Regions from separate parts of the Mus musculus genome. Here all the other regions are linked to region 1. A link is a contact called in public HiChIP or PLAC-seq and promoter capture Hi-C data. All regions are on one chromosome and are shown on one strand. Each heading gives the region's core, a stretch centred on a gene start, on an enhancer-like site or on the middle of the called end of the contact. The rest is flanking DNA. Distances are from core to core; before and after follow the strand shown. Region 1 overlaps Gm31386 (a long non-coding RNA gene). Region 2 holds the start of Zfp410 (zinc finger protein 410). Region 3 holds the start of Zfyve1 (zinc finger, FYVE domain containing 1).

Region 1 (3,668 bases), core at 601-3,100:
AGCCCTATAGGTAGGATAGTTCTAAAATGTTTACTGATAATGAGCCTCCTGTTAGTGTTTATATACCGTGTAAGCTTCTCTCCTGAAATGTAGGCAGAGCCTAATAGCATATTGCTAACTAAAGGAATGTGGCAGAGGTGATGTGACATCACTTCTTTGATCAGAGTACAAAGGGCTGGCATTCTTTGTCTGGCCTTCTCTCTTTGCTTCTTGCTATCTCTGATGAAGTAAGCTGCCCTGTTATGTCTCCAAGGCCAGGCACTGATGAAGGCCTGCTGTCTGCTGCTCCTTAAGAACTAAGGCTTTAAGGTAAATTCTGTAAGAAACTTAATCCTGCCAAAGACCACATAAGAGAGCCACGAGGTAGATGACTACACTTTAGGAGAGACCCAGAGCCAGAGCCAGAGGACACAGCAAAGCTGCACCAGGATTTCAAACTCAGAGATACTATAAAATAATAAACGTAATAAATGTTTTAAGCTAGTAAGTTGTAGGGTGATTTGTTAGACAGCTAAAGATACCAGACACACATTTCATTTTGTAAACAAGAAACTGAAGCTTAGGGAGATTTAGCAACTTTCCTAATTAATCAACTGGAACTTTCCTACAGGTACAGTTAGTTTGTAAATGGCAGAACCAAAATTATTAATGACTATGGTGTGGGTGAGTGTTAGGCTCAAGAGGGCATAAGTTCAAGTGGTACATACCTTGCAGTCCCAATACTTAAGCAGCTAAGGGAGAAGTGTCATTAAACTGCCATTAAACTATGACAGTCTGGCCTACATAGTGAGAACAGGTCTCAAAACAAAGCAAGAAGGGTCCAAGTTTAAATTTACTCTCTTGTAAGGCTCCATGTGGCTGGGGTTTGAGAGTTCTCAAAGGCATTCTGCTTGAGCAATCTTTGGAAAATAGCCATGTTTCCAGGAAACTCTCTGCACGCATGTAAAACAGGGATGGACAAACCTTTAAATGGTGCTAAGTACTTTGCTTGGCCCACTCCCTGCTGTAGAAGAATAGCTGGTCCGCCCAGAGATTTGGTGATAGTAACTAGGGCCCCCTTTCAATAGCACAATGGCAGCATTATGAGCTGACACCTTACCCATTTTATAAATAAGCACACTATAAGCACATCATTTTTCTTGAGGATGAAAATGAGTATTTACTAGTAAGGCATGGTATGGCATTAAAAAAAAAATCACAGGGGCTGGAGAGATGGCTCAGTGGTTAAGAGCACTGACTGCTCTCCCAGAGGTCCTGAGTTCAATTCCCAGCAACCTCATGGTGGCTCACAACCATCTGTAATGGGATCGGATGCCCTCTTCTGGTGTGTGTCTGAAGAGAGTGACAGTGTACTCATATACATAAAATAAATACATCTTTAAAAAAAAATCCCAGGCATCTGGAACAGAAAAGCAAACAGCTCTGCCCATGAGAACGGCCCCTTCCACACTCTCCCCCACTTTGCCTTCTCATCCACAAACCAGTCTTGAACTTTGAAGCCACAGTGCTCAGTTCCAGCACGGGAAAAACGGCTTGGCACTTCCATCTATTAGAAGTTCTTCTGCTTGGGATGGTAAAATCATCTTTTGCCTTGTGTTCAGCCAGAGGTCACCTTTATGAAGACATGTCCTTGGCTTGGCTACATAAATCTGTCCTTCCTTTGTCAGCTCTGACCAGCTGCCAGAGCAGCAGTCTTTGAACTTGGGGAGGCTTCCCAAGAAGATACGGAACAAGAGCCTTATAGAATGCATCCCAGGCACTTTTTTCCTTTAACGAGTGAGTGGCAGACACTGCACTTTACCTATCAGTGCACTTAAGCAAGCCAGTGTAAAGTCCACAGGCAGCACTGGGAGGGGGCAGCCTCCGGAGGGGAGGGCTGGCTCAGCGCTCTCCTGGGCTCCCAGACCAGTTTTCTGTCTCTCATGGCGGCTTCTCTCTTGCTTTCTCTTCTTCTTTCCTCAGGTCTTTCTCCTCCCCAAGCCCCTCTTTTCTTCCTAACTCTTTCCACCTTGTTAACTACTTCTTATCAGTAATCTTGCCTCCAGTGGCTGGCGGGGCGGCAGGTAACTCTGGCCCTGGTCTGCTCCCACCGCAACTTACTTCTCTAGCCCATCTGGAACTGGAATTGTGTCTAGAAAAGGGGGATCGGAGGATTGAAGACTTCCACAGGCAAGACATAGAGCTTATCGAAGGTGGGATTTGGCTCTTTAGACCAAAAAGCAAGCAAACAAACAAGCAAATAAATAAAATAAAAACCAAAAGCAAAAAAAAAAAAAAAAAAATGCCCAAAACAACAACAAAAAAAAAACCCAACCAAACAAACAATCAAAAACAACAACAACAAAACAAAACCCAAAACTAAACAAAAGAAAAAGAAAAAGAAATGAACGGAGACTTGAGTGTTGAATGTTGCTCTGTAAGAAGAAGGTAGAGAGGAAATGCCTTAGAGCCCATGAAGGCCTGGGCTTCTACTGTACCCCTCAGATATCAGGGTACCACAGTGAGTCCCCCATTTTGCACTCAGTTGGTAGAGTCACATTTGAGTCACATTAGAGTCACATTTGCCGCTAGCATACCTGCCATCATGGTCTGAATCAAGAGGTTCTGAACAGATAGCATCTACAGCAACCTCCACAGGCAGCCATACCAAACACAGAGCTGCAGACAAGCAGGCTCCAGGGCTCTTGATTTCTAAGAGGCCCTGTGGGGGGCTGGGAGTGCTGGAGAAGTACACAGAGCAGGGAGGCGAAGCAAGGGGCAATGGTAGCAGGCTAACCCCATGTGGATAAAACCAAAGACTTCGAGCAGTTTTGTTAACCCAACACCCTTGGTTAGTTCTAAGTGTGCATCTTAAAGCCTTCCTTCTTTCAACTTTTCTTCTTCCTGCTGGTTGTACACATTTATTTTAATTTTCCTCTTATTTTACAAAGGGGAACCTTGGGAAGTAGATGGGTAGGAGCGACCCAGGACAAAAGCTTGTTTTTAGTGGTTGAGATAATGAGTGGCTGACCTTTGTGGCAATTATTCACCAACTTTTGTGATAGCAGTCTGAGTTCCTAAACTTAGTGGTCGAGTCCCCTTCTCGAGACTGCCCTAATTCTATGTTCTGTATGGCACCTCATCACTGTGGCTGTGCAAGGGCCATTATTATCCAGAGCACCATAATAATGGCCATGCCCTCCTATGACGCTATTGTTTCCGATCTGCTAGGACATTAATTGCCTTCTGACTTGCTCTAAAATTGGTACTACAGCACAGCATCAAGGCTAGGGAAGGAGGCTGCTGGCGAGGCATTGAAAGGCTGTGTAAAAGGATGCTGGGATGTTGCAGCCTCTCCAGGCCCCTTCCTATTTGCTTATTTACTTCCCATGTTATAAGATGCTAGCTCAGGTCTTCTGTCCTGACTTCCATCTTATCTTGGTCAGTGCGTGATCTTTTCCTTCAGTGAAATGATTCAGCCATCTCTGGAGTTATTTTGGCTTTCACACTTTCCTTTTATGGATTTTCTGTGAGTCACTGAATTGAATGGGAGGGTATTTCTAAATTGGAAGGTGAGGATGAGAGAAAAGGGAAGAAGGTTCCAGAAGATAACTAGGGGGAAAAAAACCACCCCACTTCATTGTTATGTATAGTTACTGGAGGAATAATTTCCACTTAGTTTGATGATA
Region 2 (3,668 bases), core at 810-3,309, 390 kb before region 1:
GAAAAGTACAGTAAACTGTCTTCAGTGTAGTCATAGTTCCGAAATCACACACGAGCATTTCTGTTTGTTTGATGTTTGGGGGGTGGGGTGGGTAGGGGGAGCTGGAAGGGTTCAGACAGGCTCTTGCATAGCTCAAGCTGGCCTGGAACTCTACAGGAATCTGAGGCTGGCCTTCAACTCCCACTCCTGCTTATGCCTCACAGTACCGAGATTAAAGGTGTGTACCACCATACTTGGCTAATTTTACATTTTCCCAAAAAGAAACCCTGACGTCACTACCCACTTCTAAATTAGTCATTATTGTGAGTTTAAATGACTGCCATACAGGTTTCCAGTGAGCACTGGATAAATATTCAGACAATAATTCAGAGGATAAATAACATGACAAATGATACCCAATTCCCTACCCCTTCACTCTGACTTTTCAATTCCAAACTTTCATTAACTGCTTATGGACTAATTCTGCATATATATCCTCAGCATGTCAAACCAAACCATGTCTAAACACGGATTATCATCTCCCCTACCAAACCTGTTCTTCTTGAATTATCTTTTATTTATTGCCCAATCTTCCCACTCAGCTGCAAATTTTACCTAGCAGTGCCTCTCATCCTACATGTTTTAATAATCCCAGCAATTAATAATAACCAGACCCCAAAGTGACTCCTGTGATGCTGTTTAGATTTCTCAGTATCTTTCTGCTTGTCACTCTCCATATGCAGTTTAGTATCTCAGAATAATGGCCAGCCCTTAACGGTAAACCTCTTCACTGACATACTCCTCCCCCCACTGCCCCCCCAAAAAAAACCTTAGAAATTGTGGGATTTACCTAAATTTGACACCTACTGGGATACAAAGCTCAAATTAGAACCACATTTTCTGATGCTTGGCTGCCCTGTATCTGCCACAAAGTGTAATTTCTCAACGCCAAACACCCAGAATTGCGCGTTTTGACCTCAAACTATGTTTTATTCTCTTTACATATGTTCCACTGATCTTTGTGTCTAATGTAATGTAAATGTATGAACTCTTAACCCCAAATCAATAATATTTCACTCCCAAATGGTTCCTAAGTACATCTCAGAGCCTCATGAGCAAGTGAGATAAAGTTTAATAAACTAATTGGATCGTCTTCTTTTGAGAAACTTCAGAGAACAAGTTGAACGAGCAAAACACATCCTGGCTGCAAACACTCGCTGCCCACACACGGGCCTGAGGTGACAGGCAAAGGAGACCCCAGAGGTCCGGCTCTGGTCCGCAGACGTCCCTTCCCTATTCCAGCCCAAGGCAGAGAGTGGACCCAGGAAAGGTGCCGGCAGCCCTGGGTGAAACGCGGGCAGGGCACCGCTGTCAACCCTTCCCGCCAGCACAAAGGCCTCAGCCGAAGGCCCTTAGGTCTGCGGGCGGGCCCAGCCGCGGGTGCAGTCCGGAGCCTCCGCCCGGGGGACTCGCTGACTCCCGCGTTCTGGGGGGGCAGGCTGGTCTCCAAGCTCCCTCCCTCAAGAACAAGCAAAGGAGGAGAAACGGTGCGCCCCAGATCCCCAAAGGGGTTAGGGCCGCAGCCGCCGGGCTTCGGACCGGTCGCTCCCCGCCCGCTAGACGCCTGGGGGAGTCTGGGGGGACGGCTTCCTTGCGCCCTTCGGGGGCGAACCCGGCTCTAGATCCCCAGACCCCATAAGTGGCTTCCTTTCTCGGCGGGACCACCTACCCGAGCGGGGGTGGCTACACTAGCCTGGAGCTCACCTTCCAGTCTCGGGCAGCCGTCCGTCCGTCAGTCAGCCCCGAATCCCGTCCACACACGGCGTCTTCCGGCTCCCGCCGGAAGCAGCTCCAGAGCGGGACAGGAAGTTTGGCCGCCCCCCATCAACATACCCACTCGCTTTCTTCTCCGCCCGCGGGTGTTTCTCAGGAGGAGGCGCTGACTCTTGGGCCGCTGCTTGAGAGCGATCCTTCGCTCCCCGCTACATACACACGCATACACAGCCCGAGACACACACAGGGTTCCCTCCCGGCCGAGGAACCGCAGCGCCCCGTCCCCTCCTGTCTGCCCTTCAGGGTTCTCAGGTCCGCGAAATCTGAAACCAGGTCAGTGCAGTCTAGCCGTGACGTCACTGCCTTCCCGCTGAGCGGAGCTGTTCAGCAGGGGCCGCGGCGGCTGGGATGGGTGAGACGGCGCGGGGTGGAGGGTAGCTTTCTCCGGAGCTGAGGACCTGTGACAGCTCCCGAAACACCAAAAGCCCATGAAGAGCACCTGAAATGTTCATGGCCCAAAGAGGGACCTGGAAATCAAGCCTTGCATTGCCCCTAGGACTGGGTGTGAATTTAGGCACACGTACAGCGTTAGAAACATTTAAGAATTCTCCAGAGATCTTGGATGCACTGACTGAGGGCTCAGATAACTAAGTTCCAAGCTGGATAATAGTTCTTGTTGAAACTTTCGAGTTTGACTGCATGAAACTTAAGATCTGCAGTGGTGGCACACGCCTGTAACTCCAGCAATCCCAGTACTCCAGGAGTTCCCGGTGAACGAGGGCTACATAGTTGAGACCTTGTCCAAAAAAACAAAAAACAACAACAACAACAAAACATGATGCGGTGTGGAAGAGTAGGGGACTAAAGATAGTGCCTGTGAGATATAATGTTCTCTGAAGGCGCTCATTTTCAAGTTAGAGATAAGCCAGGAGTCTGGATGAGCTAGGGAGTCATAGTTTTGGTACAAAATGTTCCGGGAGAAAACATTTCCTCGATACAGTTTGTCCTGCGCACTGAGAAGCATGACTGTGATCCCATTTGAGGATGGCCATGACAAGGACAACTGGCCTACACAGTATCTGGGACAAAAATCTTGGGGTGGCAAGGAGATGTTTACTAGGAGCTAAAATCCTAAAATTTAAGAAAGGATTAAAAAACAAAGATTTACCAGTTACCACTATATGAAGAGATGAAGAACTGTTCAGAAAGAAAAACTGGGGTCCAGAGAAAGTATGTAAAACAAGGTTAGAACGCTGCAAAATTTGATTTAGTGGCTGCTAATTTGTTTTGCCTCTAAAATATATTGACTGTAAAAAAAAAAAGTGGTCATAAGTCATACTCAGAAAACATCTCCAGTTTTATTTTTCTAAAGGTTGAGAAAATTAAGAAAACAAATGTGATACATCAGTATATCTGGAATAGTCATGTCTATAACCATTGGTTAATTTACTTAATCCTATAGCTTTCTGGAGCTTGATTACTTGGGGCTTGTTGTGGGAAGGTACCATTGGGGATTGACCTCAGAGCCCCTAGAGTACTGATCAGTGTTCTGCCCTGACCACTCCGACTCACTTTCATCAGTGAAACTCTTAGTGATGTTTATATCTATTAGTTCTCCAAAGTATAAGCCCAGAATGGGGATACAGGCCTTTAACACTGGCACTCGGAGGCAGACAGCCAAGTGGATATCTTTGAGTTCCAGGCCAGCCTGGATTACATAGCAAGCTACCTAACAGACTCTTGTCTTTAAAAAAAAATTCCTAAAATAAACACAAGCTTTTATCAGCACGTAGTAAGTTGTTAGGCTTGCTACTCAATTAGTTGTTTGGCAGAACACAAACATCATCCCTGGATGTAAACCTTGTCTCTGGAGACTCCCAACCACTCATTTATCTTCTCAGACCACTCCCAGCCCA
Region 3 (3,668 bases), core at 822-3,321, 330 kb after region 1:
CTTAGTGATTGATGGGGAGGGCCCAACCCATTGTGGGTTGTGCCACCCCTGGGCTGGTGGTCCTGGGTTCTATAAGAAAGTAGACTGAGGATGTCACAGGAGAGCAAGCCAGTAAGCAGCACCCCTCCATGGCATCTGAATTTTCCAAGTTCCTACCCTTTTGAGTTCTTGTTCTGGCTTCTTTTAGTGACAGACTACAGTGTAGAAGTGTAAGCCCTTTCCTGCCAAACTTGCTTTTTGATCATGGTCTTTCATCACAGCAGTAACCCTAAGACACCAATCTAATAACTCTCCATTTTAATAAGTATGTATTCTATTGGTTCTATTCTTTCATATTCCAGGCATGGTAACTTACTTTTATAACTCCAGTGCTGGGTAACAGAAACAGGATCTTTGGGGCTCACTGGCCAGACAGTCTAGCCATCTCGGTAACATCTAGGCTAAGTGAGATCTCAAACAAATAAACAAACACCCCAAACCAACCAGCCAACCAGCCAACCAACCAACCAAAACTAACAAGACAAGGTGGATGGCTCTTAAGGAATAATGCCTAAGATTGACCTCTGGCCTAAACACACCCTTGACTCATGTGCATATGTACCAGCACCCATATGCACACACACAAAATAAAACTTAAAATGCTAAATGTTTGTTCCTATCAAACCCCCATTTTTTATGGTGCTGGGGCTCAAACCCAGGGCCTTGTGTATGCCAGACAGCCAATCTCTTTTGAGGGACACACATAGACCAATATATTTACTTTATAAGCAAGGTTATGAAATAATCTGGCAAAGCTACACACAGCCACAGAGGCAGTCTTAGGGATAAAACCTTTGTCATGCCAACCAACCTCAGGCTTATTTAAAACTTGTTAGCTTAACTTTTATAAAATCCCTTCTTCTCCATACACCATCTTATTTCTGGTAAACACTTTTTAATGTGATTGTAGATGGCTTAGTTCTTATTATCCTGGTTGGTGATGTGGTACAGGTAAAAAAATAAAAAGTTCATCCAGGTTTGCCGCTGTTGGCTCTGTGTCATGAAGAGTTAATTTTCAGCAATATAATCCGTATACATAGCTCATTCACTATTTTGTAGATTTGGCTTAACTATTGATCTAATTATGTCCTGAGATCTATGAGTGTCCTCTTGAATCAGAAGATGAGGTCTTATCCAGTGTTGTCAATAATTTGCTGTGTACCTTGGCAAGTAACCTAACCTTAGTTTTCTCTCTCAGGTTAACCATTATCAAGATAAAAATCATATGTTAAGATTGGCAGAGCCATCAGAAATTACACAGCAAAATTCCTTTATTTTATGGAAGGACTGAGTGATTTACCCTACCAACCTATGTAGTTAGTTTTCCTAGGCATTACAGACCAGTATCTTTTCCATGCATTGTATTTTCTCTCAATATTGTCTCAAGAAATAAATGAGAAAAAAGTGAAAGTACTAAACAAATATAAAGCTATTATTAAAAAAATCAGACAATAGTATTACAGACACTGTTATCTTAAATTTTATTGGAGTGTGTACTGTAACTATTCTGCACAATATAAAAATTAGAAGTTATGATGTCTATGTATGGAAAAAGGCAGAAAAGGAATAAGGCTGGAACAAAATTAACAGTTGATTAACTTTGAAGGGAAAACAAAACAGCCTCAAGCATAGTAATATCCTCTCAATGTTTACTGGTATTTTTCCACTTTGAGCATTTCTGAAGGAAAGATGTACAATAATAATGTGCCGTGCCATTTCCTGGTTATATAGAACATCATATCTTTTGTTTAATTTACAATACTCCTTCCCGGGCCACTGCCCTAAACTAGTCGCTGCAACCTGCAAAAACCTCAGCCCCGGCCGAGACTCTAAGTCCCGAAATGCTTTCAGGCTTGTCTGTCCCGCCTATTCGCAACGACGATGCTTCCATCGGGAATTGTAGTCATGTGGAGCTTGTATTTCAGGGCTGTAGGGCAGAACGACAATCCCCCCAAAACTACAACTCCCAAAAGGCCGCAAGCGCCCTTCCCGCTCCCCGTCGTCGCGCTCCGCCCCTGGCCGCTCCTCCCTAGCTGGGCTGCGCTGTTCATGCCTTCCTGTTGGTCTGAGCTGGGAGAAGTTCACTCTGATCAGCTGATTCCAACTGACAACAAGAGAGGAGGAAGCCTGGGAGGCAGCAGAGGAGGAGGGGGCGGAGATGGAGCTGAGGATGGATCCGCCGGGGCCCTAGAGCAGCCCGGGTCCTGTCGGCAATCCGCGTCCCCCACACCGCCTTGCCTTGGCCGAACTGCTCCGGGTGGGCTCTGTGGGCCGCGGCGGAGAGGGCGGGGGCGCCTTGGCCCAGCCCCGGGCGAGTGCTGGTCCCGGGGCTCCCTCCAGTCGCTCCTAGGAGGAAGGGGGGACGGGTGCGGCTCGAGTGGGGGTGGGGTGGCATAAACAATGGATTCGGCTCCGGGATGTGCGGGTTTGTGTGAAATTTGGGGGGCCTTCTTTGTTCTTCGTCTCCGCTGCCACCCCTTGGGTTGTGGTGGTGGTGTCCGGGAGCAAGGTGGGTGAGGGACCCTGGATTGGAGAGAGGCGTCGAGGTTTGGGGGGGGGGGGTTTGCTCCGAGTGGCATATTGTTTGCTTGGCCTGGTGGTGGTGAGGGTCAGCTGTTCTTTTGAAGGTTGGTTTTCTGTTTTTCTTAGTAGTGACAAGTTTTGATTTTTGTTTCCCTTTTGGGAGCTGACTGGACACGTCTGAGGTTAAGGTGAAAATAAGGTCCCCTGGTTACTCCCTTGCCTTGTTTATCTGAAGATCAGATGGATAGATTGGCTACTGAAAGGGAGGAGTGAATATCTGAAAGGAGGACTTTACACTTGGTTGTGCTCTTGGAATAGGAGGCAAAGGTAGGGAGAATTAGGAGTGTAGTTACGTTAGTGACCCAAAACCCCCTTTCCTGTCTTCCCAAGTTTTTGACTTGGTTTGTTTTGTTTTAAGTGTTTGAGTGACAAGAGAAAATGAGTTGTTTTGACTCACTGTAGGGCCTGGCTCTACTGTGCGCCTAAGTGCTGGAATTCTGCCTCCTGTTGCTGCCGGTTCTCTTCCTCTGTAGAGAGGAGGCACAGGAGGAAGCTCAGTAGTTGTCTTACTGTTTTTGAAAATGAAGTTGGGACTATTGTTGTCAATTTTAGAGTCCTTACTAGACCTTTGCTCGACTAGAGCTGAGAGAGTCCATTTTATAAGGATAATTGGGTTTGTAGAGGTCTTTGAGGGTGGTGTGAATTTATTGTTACAATATTTTTCTTAGCTTTTTACAGACCTCCTTTTCCATTTCTCATATATAAGGAGCAGGTGCAGAGGGCTTAGCCTCCTAAAAGCTGTCTGTTTAGTGATTTTGAATCAGAGCTTAATGAAATGAGAAGAGCATTTTACCAACAAACCAGCAAAATCTTTAAGAAGCTCTGGGTCTAGAAGTGTTTTGTTGTTACACATATTTGAGACAGGGCTTCTCTGTGTAGCCCTGGCTGGCCTGGAACTCACAGAGATCCACCTGCCTCTGCCTCCCTTGTGCAGGAGCCTCTAGGCTGGTTTTTGTAGTTAGTTTAGTAGCCAGGCTTCAGCCTTTTTTTTTTTTTTTTTTTTTCTTTCTTTTTTCTTTTTTTGGTTTTTCGAGACAGGGTTTCTC

The links. Promoter capture Hi-C pulls out the DNA fragments that hold promoters and counts their contacts. HiChIP or PLAC-seq counts read pairs in DNA pulled down with a chosen protein or histone mark.
Region 2: a contact with region 1 is called in a promoter capture Hi-C map of liver, with 4 times the contacts expected there. The contact joins the promoter of Zfp410 here to the enhancer-like site in region 1. A contact is called at or near these places in 1 of 39 promoter capture datasets (liver), 1 of 484 Hi-C or Micro-C datasets (embryonic stem cells) and 3 of 115 datasets of contacts at active chromatin or transcription factors (embryonic stem cells, intestinal villus epithelium and memory CD8 T cells).
Region 3: a contact with region 1 is called in an H3K27ac HiChIP or PLAC-seq map of hepatocytes, with 3 times the contacts expected there. The contact joins the promoter of Zfyve1 here to the enhancer-like site in region 1. A contact is called at or near these places in 1 of 39 promoter capture datasets (pre-B cells), 2 of 484 Hi-C or Micro-C datasets (embryonic stem cells and uterus), 6 of 115 datasets of contacts at active chromatin or transcription factors (the SCID.adh cell line, effector CD8 T cells, embryonic stem cells and 2 more) and 2 of 9 other capture datasets (adipose tissue and liver).

The regions. Positions count from the first base shown.
Region 1 is chr12:83,923,508-83,927,175 of GRCm38.p6, reverse strand. The region is part of intron 1 of Gm31386 (a long non-coding RNA gene); the gene reads right to left. Among named protein-coding and RNA genes, the nearest start is that of Gm31386, 3.5 kb to the right of the region's middle. Within about 2 kb of position 1,850, at least 16 of the 459 cell types and tissues checked have an H3K27ac peak or open chromatin away from gene starts, as enhancers often do. A contact at or near this core is called in hepatocytes, intestinal villus epithelium and liver, where this site is marked.
Region 2 is chr12:84,315,250-84,318,917 of GRCm38.p6, reverse strand. Zfp410 (zinc finger protein 410) reads right to left here and starts at 2,059. Exons shown (of 12, transcript NM_144833.4): 1 at 1,744-2,059. Ptgr2 (prostaglandin reductase 2) reads right to left here. Exons shown (of 10, transcript NM_029880.3): 10 at 3,086-3,668.
Region 3 is chr12:83,595,625-83,599,292 of GRCm38.p6, reverse strand. It overlaps Zfyve1 (zinc finger, FYVE domain containing 1), which reads left to right and starts at 2,071. Exons shown (of 12, transcript NM_183154.4): 1 at 2,071-2,296.